Linked DNA regions of Mus musculus: all the other regions are linked to region 1. Evidence: chromatin contacts called from public promoter capture Hi-C data. All regions are on one chromosome and are shown on one strand. Each heading gives the region's core, a stretch centred on a gene start, on an enhancer-like site or on the middle of the called end of the contact. The rest is flanking DNA. Distances are from core to core; before and after follow the strand shown. Region 1 has its middle 16 kb from the start of Chchd7. Region 2 holds the start of Sdcbp (syndecan binding protein). Region 3 holds the start of Ubxn2b (UBX domain protein 2B). Region 4 holds the start of Cyp7a1 (cytochrome P450, family 7, subfamily a, polypeptide 1).

Region 1 (3,828 bases), core at 1,230-3,729:
GATAAGGAATCAAAATTGATTAATTACATCAATGGATGTTTTAGTATTCACATAAGGCACATCTTGAATGTTTTTTCTTGGTGTTTTCTCTATCTGTAAGGTCAAATCGTTGCTGGGTTTTAAGTTAAACATTGTCGTCTCTTCTCTCTTTGTTTGCCTCCTGATTTCCATGTCACCTTCCCCATTATTTGGGCCTTTTCATTTAAACAAGCTTATTTCCTGGCCCATTGTAATGATGCTCTTCCCAGTGCTCCATATCTCCCAGTTTTACTATTCACTTCTCTTTTTTGGGGGCTGGGGGGTTCTAAGCAAACCCATTTCATTCATAATTTTAGTTGGTACAGATGTGCTAAGAATCTTAATGTTGTAAATGTTTCTAGAGCAAAGTTACTATCCAAACATACTGCCATACTGTTCTGATTATCTTTATAAATATGCTTCTATGCCCTCTTGAAGACTGCTGAGTTGCAAAGCCATACACACTCAGCCAGCCCTGTCCTTAGACAGAACCAGACCCTACAGTAAGAATAATAGTCATTTAATCACATAGTACCAAAGAATTCTTACTTCAGACAAGGATGCTTGAAGGTCAACAACATGGATGAGTTATAATTGACCTGTTATTCCAGTAAGTATCCAAATATAAGCCTCCTCTTTTCCAGACTTAAACCACATTACTTAAAGGGGATTCCAAGAGCCTTTCTTCACTCTACCTCTACTCAAAAGAGAGGACTAGAGAACAATAGTAAACTGTTATTGGTGCCTTGTACATCCCAGTCATCATGCTGATCTTTCATACACCTTATCTTACTCCTATAAAAATGCACTCTCTAGTGCTGGCATTTTATAGATGCAGAACACACAAGACTTCTAAGCTTCAGAAAATTATCCAAGGCTGAGGAGATATAATGTAGTCAAACTAGATCTTGCCTCAAAAGTGTAAGGACTTAAGTTTGATCCCAAGAACTCAAATAAGATGCCAAATGCAGTAACACACTAGAAAGGCAGCAACAAGAGAATTTCTGAAGGTCACTAGACAGCCAATTTAGCTAACAGATAAGCTTCAGGACTATGAGAGACTCTGTCTCACAGAAGGTAGTGTTCCTGAGGCTGACCTAGCCTACACACACACACGCACACACACACACACACACACACACACACACACACACACACACACAGAGCTAGAAGTAAAACAGGATTATAAACTTAGCCACACCTCCAACCACTGAAGGTGTAATTCCCTCACGAACATTCCTTCCCCTCTCAGCTTTCCACACCTTCTCATGCATCCCCCCAGTGCAAAGTTTTAAATGAGCAGGAAATAAAATTGGAGACAGAAGAGGTAACTGAATGAGGCAGTCACCCACACACTCATCTTAGGGAATGCCAGGAGGCTACACAAGATTGGAGGCGAACAGACCCATGACTGCGCTGTGGCAGAAGAAAGCTGGTGTGAGTTTTTGGTGGTGATGATAATAATATAGTTTGTTTTTCCCAGGAGGTGGAGAACTGTGGTCTATTTGGGTTGTGAAAGACACTCTTCACAGTGAGAATCCTCTGCTGAAGTCATCATGGGATTGGAATGCTGTTCCACAAGGACATGTATATTGAAGTGAATGAAACAGACAGGGATGACACTGGTTGCCAAGTGTAGCCTATAAACTGAAAACACCCTCCAGGATCTGCAGCGTCCCAAGGAACTTCCTCTTCAGAAGTCGTTACTACAAGAAAAGGGCAAACCAACACGTTTATCCAGGAGGAAAAATACATCTTCTACTTGGCTGTGATCCAGGCTTCTTGCCTTATTCTTTCTTGCTATTTTGTGGCATAGAGTACTTTGTCATCTCTCACTAAAGTCACCTCTCATAGCTTTTGCAGTAGTAGAGGGTAAGGCAAGAATGATGGGTGCAAAGTACTATACATTTTTTGAAAGATTTTCTAGAGTGGATGAAAAGGGTGAACCCACTACAATATTTAGAATATTCTTAATGTGTAACTTTCTCCCAGAGTATGCAGCTCTCATTCACTTTAACAATCTCTGATTTACAAACTTGGTAAGTACGAATTGGTGAAATAAATGAGAATTTGGATAATAGCTGCAATTATGAGGTTTGGAAAACAGAATAGACACTAAGAAATAGGGTCAGCCTGGAGCACAGAGGAAGAAAACTGGCAACTTTGTCTACTGAGCAGGTCACTTGAATGCACTAAGGCTCAGTCTTACATCTGCAAACCAGGAAGGCTGACTTCTCAGAGCACATGCAACTTTCAGTGTAATTAATTATGTTTCTGAGAGTGTTTTACGAAGTGAAAATGAAAGTATGAAGTATCACAGTCGTCTCTGCCTTTGCACTTTCCAGAAGTACAGAGCACTGCAAGGATACAATGAGCTATACCATCACATAATCCCAGAGTCAAGGAGACCTGTACTCCATGCTGCATTATGGAAATGTGAACCTTGTGTAGAAAGTTCAAGTTTCAGGAAGAGTAGATGAGGCTAGACTAGGCAGAGTCAGAGGAAGTGAGAGGAGGTTCTCTGAAGGGAATGAAGGACTGATTGAAAAGTGGAGTGGAGGGAAGGGAGGAGAGAGTAGGGAGAATTCTAGTTGGTAGCAGAACAGTCTAAGCAACAGTCAGCTTCTTTATGTAAATTGTGCCCTAAGCATTGGTGGGGAGGGGGGAGTACTGTTTATTCTCACTTCCATCTAGCTCCTTTTGAAATCTTCAGTTGCTGCCCAGTGGACTCTTGTATGCTTCTCTTGCTTACTGATGATTTCAGATGGGGATGAAGAAACTAGGACAGTGGTAGTCCAGGAGTAAAAACTCTCAGGAGACAGCAATATGGACCAAATGGTAGAACAATAAGAGGGAAGGTGTGGAAAGGGGCACTTTGTTTGGTTTCAGACAGCCTTTTCCTGCAGATGCAAGAGAGTGTTATCTTTTATAGTTGGGGTTTTTGAAAGGACTAGGTGGCTGGCCTAAAGTTCACTGTGGCTTTTAGTGATGAATAATCCAGTCTCAATACACGCCTCTCAAATATCAGTATCTACCCACCCAACTCATGGGTTTCTTTATGGTCACTATAACCAATTTTTTAAATTATAATTTCAAAACACAGAAGATGCTTAAGGGTGAAACAATTCATTCAGATGATCCAGATAATAGGGCGCAGAGCCAAAACTCACATAAACACAATGCTCTTTTCACACTTTGCCATGTAATACTTATGTTATTAATCAGGACATTTGGCTTTTTACTTTCATTGTGGCTGTTTCAGAAGCCAGCATAGCCATCTTTGCCCAGTTACCCTGCACCTGGTTGAATTACCCTCTCATTCTGTCATTTTCTGTTCTTCCCTTTGTTTGAATTTGCTTGTAGCTTGCCCTCTTTCCTACCAGTACCCAGGTATGTGCTTTGAAATGACCCTTACTTTCTTTATTTCTTTAAGAAAACTCTCAGGACTTGAATGAGAAATCCAAGTGGTCTCAAACAGGAGATGCTGAGTGGGTAGACTTAGGTGATCTTTGTAGACTGATCATTTTACAGTCCAGTGTGTGCTAAACAAGCACTCCACCACTGAAGCCCCAAGTAGTTCAGTCCCCAAAATAGTCTTTTTTAAAATGTGATTTCACAGTTTTTTCTAAAGGAAGGTGCATATCCAGTGCATACCTACCATCTCACTGTGTGATAGCACCATCCAGCTCTTACAAGGAAAACTAGCCATTTGTTGAGAACTCCTACAAATTTCTCAATCTGAGCACAGCCTATGACTCACAAACAGAACTCTATGCAGTTGCAGGATGTTCATCTGAAACACTGACAACA
Region 2 (3,991 bases), core at 118-2,617, 2.4 Mb before region 1:
GGGAAACATATTTACATGTCTGACCATAGAGGCACTATCTGAACCAGTACCTAAGACCGTAAAAGAACTGGCCTGCCAGAGGAAATATGGCTGGCTGGTGGGCACAACCAAAGCCTATGCCAAGCACAGGGGAGGTTTTATACTGTATGCTCTACATTTTAAATGCTTAAAATTTTGAGCCATATGTTTACTAATTACATCCTTAAAAGCTAAAATTTTCAGTAAGTGTTGCAACATTTGGCAATTAATAAGTACAAGGAGAACGATTATTAAATGTATAAGTATTTTAAAGTGTGTGGGTGTCTTTTACAGTCTCTGGATGTTTACTACCTAAGAGAAAGTGGCAAAAATGGGGGGAAGTCGGTGAGCCGTGCTCATTTTAAAGGGCTGCTTAATTCAAAAGTGCATCAAAATCTTAATCAGCCCTTTCTTGTTCATGATTTTTAAATCCTCTTTAATAGATCCAGCACAGCTAAAATCTGCTTCCAAAGTTAAGTGACTCTGGCTATAATGGAGTAATTGTTTACTGAGCCTTCTCGTCATTCCATTTCCTTATTTCCTGGTGCAAGTCATCTGATCAGTAATACTTACGTACCACTTAAGACCTACCAGTTTAAGGACCTAAGTTGTTAACAGGATGAAAAGGCATATTTTCTGCTTTGTCCTATCCTCACATCGGGAAAATGAGAGTACAAATCTGCTGAACTATATCACCTTGACATTTCAAAAGTAAGACAATTGACCAGGGCAGCAGCTATTTTCAATATAACTTTCGTTCTTAAACATTTGTTCTCGGTGTAAAGCGTGCGTGTTAAGAATTTAAAACTCTACACTTTCTAAGTAATTTACCTAATGGAAAACAAAACAAAACAAGAAAAAAAAAAGCTATGTGTCGAAGATAGGACGAATACAACAAACGATCCCACACACTCCACGGCTCCATAACTGCACTTCTGAAACTGGAAACTTTCCACGTCTGTACGCCTCCCTCCGCCCCGTATTAGAAGGAAATCCTCCAAGGAGATCTGAGTCACCAGACCTCCGGAGACCGTTCCTGGTGCACACACCCCGCTGCAAGCCCTGGCCCTCCCTGCCCCCTTCCAGAGCAGCGGCTCCGCAGCTAACCGTTGTCACCTCCGGTCCGTCGCGCCCTGCCAGCCGTCCGGAAGCCGCTGAGGACGCCACCGAGTGCGGGCGAGGACCCGGCCAGACCCACCCGGGGCCCGAAGCAGAGCGCCGGACCAGCTCCGAGACCTGCCGGGGCCCGGGACCCCCGCGGCCACTCACCTGCCCCGAGGACCGCGCCGCTCCTGCTGCCCGCTCCAGCTCCACACAACCGAACCTCGGGGCCCGCCCTGCGCGTCATCACCGCCCCCGCCTTCCGCCGCGCAGGCGCAGGCGCACGCGCCGTCCCCATGACAACGCGGCACAGCCCGAGCGACCACCAGCCCACCCTCCCTCTACGAAATCCTCCCAACTCCCGGCTCCAGCCTCGGTTCCCTGGCAGCCCCCGCCGCCTTTTACTACCCTTTGTTCCCAGAACGAATGCTCATTGGCTGCTGACTGTTACTCTCGGTGTTGAACACACACACACACACACACACACACCCTGAAATAAATAAAACCCACATTCTAATCTTAAAAACACGGACTATGTGCTTTCTGAGAGTTGATGGTGCTGATAGGGGAATCCAGATGTTTGGGGTGTACATGAATATGTGAAACTGACAATATCTACACCAGTCCATGGCTGAGGCCATTTCCTAGTAACAGTATATGACATCATTGGCATGCAAGCAATTGTCTATCTAAATTATTCATCATCACAGTCATTTGAAATTTTATCTCTGGTAAAACAATAAGCATTACATGACAAGAGGAATGAAAATGTGATGCTCCAGGGAGAATATGGCTTAACTGATGAACAACTTGTAAAACGAGTTACGGGATGGAAAAGGAAGAAATACAGTTCTATTCACAGCTGGCAAGATTATCTATGTAAACAAAGAGAAAATAAACACCAGTAAGCAGAATAAGCAGCTACAGCAAGGTTGCTACGATACACGGTTAATATACACACGAGTCAATTACTTTCCTATCTGCACGAAATGAGCAATTGGAATTGAATATTAAAAATATATCAAGATAAAATACTTAGCTACAAGCCTAGTTGAATGAATATCTGTGTGAAGGAAAACTCCTAATTAGAATTTCATGCTGTGGAAATAAATAGGTTGGAATGTCGAAAGTCCAGAGGAAGATCACCATATCTTGGGCTAAATCCTGGCCCTCCAGAACAGCCATTCCTTGTTTCCCTGTGTCTAAACTAACATCTTGTGACAATAAACAACAGGTCTTTAGAATCTATTGAATTAGCAGGCAACTAGCTTCTACCAATCCAAATGCTTAGAATGCCACCAGAAAACACCTTGCGTCTTACAGAAAGGTTCCCTGAACCTCACCCCCACTGCCTTGTCCTGCCTCTCTGAAGTAAGCGCCTATGTATTGTAAGCTTGCCTTGACTGATGACTTCCTCTGTCCTGTAAAATGGTGCACGCCTTTAATCCCAGCACTTGGGAGGCAGAAGCAGGCAGATTTCTGAGTTCGAGGCCAGCCTGGTCTACAGAGTGAGTTCCAGGACAGCCAGGGCTACACAAAGAAACCCTGTCTCAGAAAAACAAACAAAAACAAAAACAAAAACTATGAGAGCTACTTGAGGCTACTTGTTGGAACATAGAATTTGAAGTAACCTAAATCTGTGTTCCCAGGCCATGGTCACTCAAAATGGTTCCAAAATCAACTATCTCTTATCACCTTTAAGATGAGAGCTGCGGTTTCTTTGTGTTGACAGGGAGTTCTAAAGAAAATGAAAGATCTGAGTAAAGTGGGGGACGCCCACCTTTATACATAGGAAGAAAGATTTTATGGAGATGTCAGTTCTGCCCACCATCTATAGATCTCATCCAATCTCAGTCAAAATCCTATCAAGTCATAGATACCAACAAGCTGGTTCCACAGTTTGTGAGAAAAACAAAACACCAAGGCGGGCAAGATGGTTTAGTGGAGTGAAAGCATTTGCTGAAAAACAAACAAAAAAAACAAAAAATACTGTCAACCTGGAAAGAGAGAGCCAACTGGAGATGTTGTCCTCTGACTTCACATGTTTGTGCTGTGTGGCAGGAGAACTGTACACATATACATGGGCACACACACAAACAGTAAATAAACTAATCATAAAGGATGCTGAAGAAGATAAAATATGTAGCTTGAGGGTGTTTTACTGTGGCTACAAGAACAAATTACCAAAGGCTAGGTGGTTGGAGCAACGGAACAGGGAATACCTGTTATATCTTGAGTTACCTAAAGACTTTGGATCTAACAAGGACCCACCTCCTAATGTGCAGATAGCCAACTTCTCATTGCAACTAAAAGACAGGAGAGAAAAACAAGGGGCGATGAGGAAAGAAGAGGGGAAGAGGAAGGGAAGAAGGGCAGAGTTCATGAATCACACTACAGAGTGGGCTTCCTTGTAGGAACTAGAATTAGAGACACGAAAATTCTGTTCATAACAGCAGTAACTCAGTACAAAACTCCTTTGATGGTATAGCATAGTAATCAAGGGAGAGTAGAGATGACAGGCAATGAAGCAGAGAAATAGAATCAACAAATGCACCGAATAGATCTTGACAAAGAAGCAAAGTCACACAGCTGTGAGTTCGACCCCTCTGTATCATGAAGGAGAAGATGAAGAAGAAACAAACCTAACAGCAGCCATTTTACAAGCCTTTAATCTCAGCACTCAGGAGGCAGAGGCAGGAGTTCAAGGCCAACCTGGTCTACAAGTAAGATCCTGGACAGCTAAGGATTACATAGAGAGAGAGAGAAACCCTGTCTGAAAATAACTAAAAGCCGGGCAAAAGTTCTGAAAGATACAGATGGAGAGCAATTTGAAAAGAAATTCAGAATCCTGTAAAAGTAGGAGACTGCAAAT
Region 3 (4,340 bases), core at 736-3,235, 2.2 Mb before region 1:
CAGCCTTAGAAACAGTCCAGAAGTCACAACAGAGAGACACTTCAGGAGATAACTATATAGCCCTCTTCCTAAAACCCTCCTTCCTGATGTAGAGGCTGACAGACTATTCTGAATGGCAGCTGAGATAGATTTCTGTTCAGCTGGTCATTAATTCACTGGTTTTTATCTCCTACCTGATGCTGATCTCTGCATTCTCCAAGTTCATCTTCTGAACTGCCTTTGTTTTGTTTTGTTTTGTTTTGTTTTGTTTTTTGCTTTGTTTTATTTTGTTTTTTTGTTTTTTGTTTTTTGTTTTTTTTTTGGCATTCAGTGATGCTTCAAACTATGCTTAGTTCTCCAAACAGTTATGAAGGTGTCCAAAAGGTTATATGTGGTTAAAATAGAGACTGTTCAGGACAATTAAACCTAGATTATTCATAAAACAAAATAGAATTCCTGAATGAGGCAGCTTCTAGACCCAGAGCATGTTGGGAAAACTCCAAGTGACAATAAGATGTGACTTTATGAAAACTAGCAAGCCAGACACAGAAAATACACTGCCTCACTAGTGTGCTGTTTAGTTTTATGTCAACTTGACAAAGCCAGAGATATCAGGGAAAGGGGGGCTCGATGAAAAAAAAATGCCTTCATAAGGCTGTAGGCAAGTCTTTGGAGCATTTTCTTAATTAGTGATGGATGGTGGAGGGCCACACACACTATGGGTGGTGCCAAACCGGGGCTGTGAGCCCAGGGTCCTATAAGAAAGCAGGCTGAAGAAACCTTGGGGAGCAAACCAGTACGTAGCACCCTTCATAGCCTCTGCATCGGCTCCTGCCTCCATGTTCCTGCTCTGACGTCCTGTCTGATAAGGAACTGTGAGTGGAAGCATGAGTCTTTCCTCCCCAAGCTGCTTTGGTCATGGTGTTTCATCACAGTGACAATTACTCTAAGATAACGAGCTAACTGGCTCCGGGGTCACCGGAACCAACCAGTGCTCAATTAATACCATTAGAATTCTGCATTGGCTTGGTCTGTAAAGCTGCTTTACAAGCCTGTTTCAAATCTGAGACCTTTCACAAAATTTGATAGCACACAACAGTATCCACTACTACTTCTGGATTTGATGTCCTATTTGTATCCACATTTCCCAGAGCTTCAGCACAAAGTTAGAATGGCAAACGGTCAGTACGTCTGGTTACAGAATGAAGACCTGCTATAAAAATGCTCTGTCAAGGTTTGCGAATCCAGGCTCATTTATTCTGAACTATAACCCCTAATATATGTTTAATCGTTTGAGTTTTATCAATGATTTCATGAGGAGATAGAAAAAAAAGGCTAAAATGGACAAGCAGTATTAGCATCGGACAAGTGTTTAGCTAATGCCAGCATCCTAACATTGCTGAGTTTTATTTCTGTTAAGCTGTTTTGTGAACTCTTTCAAGCGAGCTGTGACCAAAGCCTGAACTGTTTTAAGCTCTCCCCTGCAAAACCGCAGGCTTTTGGAGAAGAAAGTGCTTTTAATGTATAAATCATCAAACGTGAAAAAGCATCCAGGAGAACAAACCAGCACGCGTCATTTTTAAAGTTACTTTTTTAGTGATGGCTGATTTATCACTGGCCACAGCAACTCCCCAAATGCAGGCAGCATCAGCTGGGAGGCACCCAGATGGCTCGGCAAAATGACATTTGCTTTGTGCATCCAGCGTGAAGGGAACCCCTGTACCGCCGCCTGAGGCTAGGGCACAGGATTCCACACGCACCCCTCCGCAATGCGCCTCCAGGAGAGACCCTCCAGTTCTCCGGAGACAGGCTCAGGTGAGGTACAAAGTGGCTCTGGCCCGCGCCCGCCATGCCCACGCCCTCTCGCCCGCCGCCGCCGCGCTCCATGCCTGCGCACCTGTAAGTCCCGCGCACTTGGGGGCCGTGGCCTGGAGGACCCACGCTCCTGCTCCTCCGGCTCCGCACGGCCACCCTCCGCCATCTTTCACCCGCTTGCGGCGCCTGCCCCGGACCGCGACTTCCGGGGTTGGTTGCTTAGCGACTGTGGAAGGGGCGGAGCCACTCCGTGACTCCCACTGCCTTGGAGAGGGGGCGGAGCCGTGCCGGGTTCGTGGTGTTCCTCCGGGCTCCTTTTCCCCCCACCAGCCGGTGCGCACTCGCTGTAGGGTTCCGGTCCGCAGGGCTCGCCAGTTTTTCAGTTTTTGAGATCTCTCTATAGTCACCATTCGACTCGCTGGGAGATGCTGTAGGTTGCCTTTAGAGCGCAGCGTTGTCTTCCAAGTTCATTTAACTCAACAATGCAATATCTTAGCAGATGAACAACTCCACCTTTCATTTCCCCTTATCTGTCATTTTCCCTTATCCAGGATTGGATGGTAAATTAGTCCTTCTGAGTGGATCCGTATTGAGGATAGGAAACACGGTAAAGCTTTTGGCAATGAGAATGGAGACTCTTAAGCCATCTTCTTTTCTGCTGGGATTGACTTAACTCTCATCTTAAGTCCCAGACACTTACACCTCCAAGAATTGCCTCCCAAGAAAAAAAAAAGAAGCCTTTATGAAATTTATAAGCTAGGAAGGGAAAGAAAGATATAAGCAGGTAACAGAGTACACTTTACTTTGCAAAGAGTATTTATTACTCGCGGACTGTATGTGAATGGAGAATACTCTCTTGGTGCCTGTTGTGTGTACCATGCTAGGTGGGAGCCTACAGCCTGCTGCCTTGGCTGTTCTTTGAGTTTCGAGCACTTAAAAAAAATAAACAAAAACAAAAACTTATGAGGTAGAGAAGATGAAACTGAGAGGTCTGCAACAGACCTTTTAGAATTAAATCCACATCTTAGCTACTTTTCTTGGTTGCCCCTGGTATGTAGATACAGCCACACAGGCTTTCAGGTTTCCCACGAAGACGCTAATCACATGATTGTTTTAAAAAAAATAAAATGTGTGTCCTTTTCTCCTGAAAATTTATTTAGTTCAGTTTTATTTTCAGCTTGAGACTCAGAAGGCAAAGGATAATGGTCCCTCTCCCCAGTTCAGTTAACTCAACAGTGCTCCACTCATATTGCTGAGTATGTAATGATGTACTTGAGCGAGGCAAATGATAATTAAACTAGAAACTAGCAGTACAAGTTACCAAACCTTGCATTGCTGTCTTGATACACATTCTGCCTTAAAAATTCCCATCATGTTTTTGACAAGAAATGACCTTTTAATGTTGGGCCTTGAAGGAGAAGAACTTTTCACAGTTGTTGGGCCAGGAAAGACCACAAGTAAAAAGTCACAGATAAGTTCTAAGACAGATAATGGAAACATCTTACACATGTCAGCAAAATACTACCTGGTTGTTTAGAAATGATTTTTTTTTTTAGAAGCGATTATGAGGTGGTCAGAAAGAGCCTTAGACTAGAGTTTTGGGCTAAGTTAGATTCTGATGTGTAAGCAGCCAGGCTTATTTACTGGGCCAAGGTCACCAGATGTGGCCTTGAGTAATGAAAATCAGTCCAACTGGAGAGACCACAGCAAGACTGAGACTGTGACAATTCTTTTCAATTTTTTTATTAGATATTTTCTTCATTTATATTTCAAATGCTATCCCGAAAGTCCCTTATACCCTCCCCCCACCCTGCTCCCCTACCCACCCACTCCCACTTTTTGGCCCTGCCATCCCCCTGTACTGGGGCATATAAAGTTTGCAAGACCAAGGGGCCTTCCTAGGCCATCTTCTGCTACTAGAAGAAGATGCAGCTAGAGACACAAGCTCTGGGGGTACTGGTTAGTTCATATTGTTGTTCCACCTATAGGGTTGCAGACCCCTTCAGCTCCTTGGGTACTTTCTCTAGCTCCTGCATTGGGGCCCCTGTGTTCCATCCAATAGATGACTATGAGCATCCACTTCTGTATTTGCTAGGCACTGGTATAGTCACCAGAGACAGCTATATCAGGGTCCTTTCATCAAAATCTTGCTGGCATATGCAATAGTATCTGCGTTTGGTGGCTGATTATGGAATGGATTCCCCTGGTGGGGCAGAATCCCATTTTTCAATAGGGTTATTTGATTTTCTGGAGTCCATTTTCTTGAGTTCTTTATATATATTGGATATTAGACCCTTATCTGATTTAGGGTTGGTAAAGATCCTTTCCCAATCTGTTGGTAGCCTTTTTGTCTTACTGACAGTGTCTTTTGCCTTACAGAAGCTTTGCAATTTTATGAGGTCCCATTTGTCAATTCTTGATCTTAAAGCACAAGCCATTGCTCTTCTGTTCAGGAATTTTTCCCCTGTGCCCATATTGTGGAGGCTTTTCCCTACTTTCTCCTCTATAAGTTTCAGTGTCTCTGGTTTTATGTGGAGTTCCTTGAT
Region 4 (3,937 bases), core at 69-2,568, 2.3 Mb before region 1:
AGGCAATAGGTCCAATCCTCTCTCCACTCTATATGAAGCATATAGAAGCAGCCCTATATGAACTAATTTTTGCTTATCTTCTAGTCTCTTTCTTAAACCCAACTCCATCTTCTATCCTCCATTTGTTCATTCTGTGTTTTAGCACACCAAGTTCATCCTCTCTCTGCTCAGGAACTTCACCTTTGCTGTCCCCTCTCCTGGAAATGTCTTTCCTTAGCTATTCTATCTCAAGTATCATCTTTTCAAAAAAGCTTCTCCTATCAACATATTTAAAGCCATATTTATCCCTATACACCTCATTTTATGGATACACAACACATATTTGCTGTCTCCCCATCAAAATACAATCTTCAGTAGAGAAACTCCCTGTCTTGTTAGTACCTGAAACCAGAATATCTTCAAAGAGTTCCTGGAACATAAAAATGCTCAATTAATATTTATGTTAAGTAGGGAGCTGGGGTGTAAATCAGCGGTAGAGTGCTTGCCTTGGAGGAGTGGGGCCATTGGTTCAATCTTCAGCACAAAATGAAAGATTATGCTGAGTAAAGTTGGGAAAGTTGTATACCAGTTTATGAGTAGTATAAGAGGTAAATTATGAATTCATATTTACTTTGACAAGAAGTGTTGTAGTCTTTATTTGAAATAAAAGTACATCTTAATTACAAATAAAAATTGGTAAAGAGTGAATTCTCAAGCTATGGCTGCCTAGAAGATGAGTGCTGGGAGGTTTTCTATTTCGACGATAGTAGATAGACTACATGAAGCACCTGTGGCTTTATAAACACACTGAACAATCAAGCAAAAACAAACAAACAAAGAAACAAACAAAACAAACTGTTCCACACCGTTCACATCCTTTAGGATCGGTTGCTGTATACTTCTGGAAATTAATTTAAATAATTTTCCCCAAAGGTTAATGACATGGACAGCCAGTATTAAAGCCAGGATGGAAAGCTTCTGCCTGTTTTGCTTTACAACACACTCCACATCTTTGGTAGGTGAGCTCTTCTGTAGTGTGTTTACTTCTTTTTCTACACACAGAAGCACAGTGTTAGCTGTTGTCCCCAGCTTTGAATGTTATGTCAGCACATGAGGGACAGACCTTCGGCTTATCGACTATTGCAGCTCTCTGCTTGTTCTGGAGCCTCTTCTGAGAAGATGGACTTAGTTCAAGGCCAGATAATGCTATTTTTTTCTTTTTTCTTTTTTCTTTTTTTTAGGAGGACAAATAGTTAGTGTTTGCTCTGGTCACCCAAGTTCAAGTTATTGGATCATGGTCCTGTGCATATATAAAGCCTAGTTAGAGCCACAGTTTCTGGACCGTCTTGCTTTGCTAAGCACAGATTCTCCCCTTGGGACGTTTTCCTGCTTTTGCAAAATGATGAGCATTTCTTTGATCTGGGGGATTGCTGTGGTAGTGAGCTGTTGCATATGGTTTATCATTGGAATAAGGAGAAGGTATGGAAACATTTTTTAAATTTGTCTTAATTTATTTCTAGTATTCAATACCTTCATGATTACACAGCATGAAAAAAATACTAGTACATTAGTACTTTTAATTTTAAATTTAAAAGACACATCTTTGACTAAATCTAACAAGATATAGATAGTTCCCCTTAGCATATTCACATTCACCACTGGTAATGCAGATCTTGTTAAACATAACTAAAAAATTACAAGTTTTTGATGCAAGTTTATGTATGCGTGTGTGGAGCAAACCTAAGCTGAGAAGAGTAATATTTAGAGGGGTTCTTTCTGTGACATGAACTGACTAGATGCTCTGCCTAAGCAAGTGTGCAGTCATCTGGGTTTTCTGCAGACTCCGTCTAAGCTTGGGTGAGAGCACAGAGCCTGAGTTTGTCTGCCTCTAACTTTTCTTTCCAATGTTAACCAACTGTGTGACTGGGAAGCTTTGGTGCCTGCACATGATATCATTTTGAATGACTCAAAGAACATTTCGGGGCAGGATATTTAGATATTTTCTGGACTGTCAACATCAAAATAGGACAATACCCCTGGCATTATCTTCAGAGAGGTAAACCAGTATGTGTTCTCTTAGTTTAAAAAGTGTTTCTTTGCCTCTTCGGCTGATAGTTACCAGTTTAAATTAAACAGCTTATCGTCATGCTAAGAAAGGAAATATCAATTATACTCAATTATTCTTAGAAGAGATGAAGAGATATTCTTCACCAATATCTTAATAGGCTAAAAAAACCCACTGTTTTAATAAAAAAGCAGGGTCCCCATCATCAAAAGAAGTGTCTACAAACTGTAGTTAGGAAGCTTGAAATAAATAGTAGAAAACACTAAATATATAATTTATTGGGAAATAAATAAGCTTATAATTTTAATAAAACATTTAAGAAAGAGTAAAAGAGTATTGGATTTTAGTTCATGGTTTGCCAATGTTTACTTGATCCAATTTCATTTTATAATGATCTAATTTTCCAAATGAGATTCCTATTCACTTCAAATATCATCTCAGAATAATAATGTTCTTTTTTCCAGAGTTGAGGATCAAAGGGAAGGTTTTATAAATGTTATCAAGAGCTCCACCATTGAGCCACACCTCCAGTCCTCAGGATGCTAGTATTTTAAATTCTGTAGATTGTTAAAACTTTAACACTGTAGCCCTTTCTGTCATTTGATGTTTCCCATCCTTAAAGAAAAAGAGCAAATGTTACATTATAGGCATTTAGGGAAATGATTCTTAGAAAAGTTTAATCATTAGGTGATACTTCGAGAGCAAGAATCTTGTTGGCTATGTTAACACTCTAAGCTCTGCCATTGGGAAAAGCAATAGGACATAGGCATAGAAAACAATTTATTGGGTTCTTGATGAATGTGTGAATACACACACACACACGTGTGTGTGTATATATATATATATGGAGGTGGATAGACTGATGGATGGGTTAATAGATAGATTCGTGAGTGGATAGATTTAGTAATCACCCTCACCAATATCTTAGTACACTAAAAAAGCCACTGTTTTAGTAAAAGAGAGGGGTCCCCATCACCAAAATAAGTATCTACAAACTGTAGTTATGAAGCTACATATGAAATAAGTACTAGAAAACACTGAACACGTAATTTTCCCAACCTCCCAAATCTGCGTCTTACAGGAAAGTAGGTGAACCTCCTTTGGACAACGGGTTGATTCCATACCTGGGCTGTGCTCTGAAGTTCGGATCCAATCCTCTTGAATTCCTAAGAGCAAAGCAAAGGAAACATGGCCATGTTTTTACCTGCAAACTGATGGGGAAATATGTCCACTTCATCACAAACTCCCTGTCATACCACAAAGTCTTATGTCACGGAAAATATTTTGACTGGAAAAAATTTCATTACACTACTTCTGCGAAGGTAATTAGTTACACAGACTGTTTGTTTTCTGGTCTGTTGATGTATGAGCATATTTAGTTGTTCCAGTTTTAGTAGGTTGCAGAATAGAGATAACATAAAATCAGAAAGTCTCTTAGTAATAAGTATTAGAAATTTTAGATAGATGGTAAATTTGTCATTGATTATTTCTGCGACAGAGGACACTGCATGAGTCAGGAAAGCACAGATTCATAACACCAGAGTTGCCTACACATCATCCCCAGCAGTGTGTTTGCACACTTAACCTTCAATCCACGCACACGTTTCATTCCTTAGAAGTAGGCCACATATTTAAACATAATTTGGATGCCATCAAGAATCTGTTCTAGAGAAAACAGCATTTAATGATTTTTTAAAAAGAGAATATTAGATATAATCTCTGTCACTAAGTAGATTGATGTCTGGTTAAAATGCATCCACAAAGAATATAGAGGCAGAGTAGTACAACACCAAAGGGTGATGGGCAGTCCAGAAAAGTTCCACTGTAAAGCTGGGGTTTAAACTTGACCCCAAGGGAAGAGGATGTCTTGGTTCTACTGTTGGAATGTACTGT

The links. Promoter capture Hi-C pulls out the DNA fragments that hold promoters and counts their contacts.
Region 2: a promoter capture Hi-C map of pre-B cells shows a contact between it and region 1. The contact joins the promoter of Sdcbp here to the enhancer-like site in region 1. A contact is called at or near these places in 7 of 39 promoter capture datasets (the C10 cell line, cranial neural crest, frontonasal cranial neural crest and 4 more) and 6 of 115 datasets of contacts at active chromatin or transcription factors (astrocytes, differentiating embryonic stem cells, embryonic forebrain and 3 more).
Region 3: a contact with region 1 is called in a promoter capture Hi-C map of pre-B cells, with 5 times the contacts expected there. The contact joins the promoter of Ubxn2b here to the enhancer-like site in region 1. A contact is called at or near these places in 7 of 39 promoter capture datasets (the 3T3-L1 cell line, the C10 cell line, liver and 2 more) and 2 of 9 other capture datasets (adipose tissue and liver).
Region 4: a contact with region 1 is called in a promoter capture Hi-C map of liver, with 3 times the contacts expected there. The contact joins the promoter of Cyp7a1 here to the enhancer-like site in region 1. A contact is called at or near these places in 5 of 39 promoter capture datasets (cranial neural crest, hippocampal neurons, liver and 1 more), 1 of 115 datasets of contacts at active chromatin or transcription factors (astrocytes) and 2 of 9 other capture datasets (adipose tissue and liver).

The regions. Positions count from the first base shown.
Region 1 is chr4:3,952,737-3,956,564 of GRCm38.p6, reverse strand. No RefSeq gene overlaps it. Among named protein-coding and RNA genes, the nearest start is that of Chchd7, 16 kb to the right of the region's middle. Within about 2 kb of position 2,479, at least 78 of the 459 cell types and tissues checked have an H3K27ac peak or open chromatin away from gene starts, as enhancers often do. A contact at or near this core is called in liver and pre-B cells, where this site is marked.
Region 2 is chr4:6,363,056-6,367,046 of GRCm38.p6, reverse strand. It overlaps Sdcbp (syndecan binding protein), which reads right to left and starts at 1,367. Exons shown (of 9, transcript NM_001098227.1): 1 at 1,288-1,367.
Region 3 is chr4:6,188,750-6,193,089 of GRCm38.p6, reverse strand. It overlaps Ubxn2b (UBX domain protein 2B), which reads right to left and starts at 1,985. Exons shown (of 8, transcript NM_026534.2): 1 at 1,877-1,985. The coding sequence starts at 1,960.
Region 4 is chr4:6,273,013-6,276,949 of GRCm38.p6, reverse strand. Cyp7a1 (cytochrome P450, family 7, subfamily a, polypeptide 1) reads left to right here and starts at 1,318. Exons shown (of 6, transcript NM_007824.3): 1 at 1,318-1,458; 2 at 3,126-3,366. The coding sequence starts at 1,379. RefSeq lists a promoter at 1,000-1,350.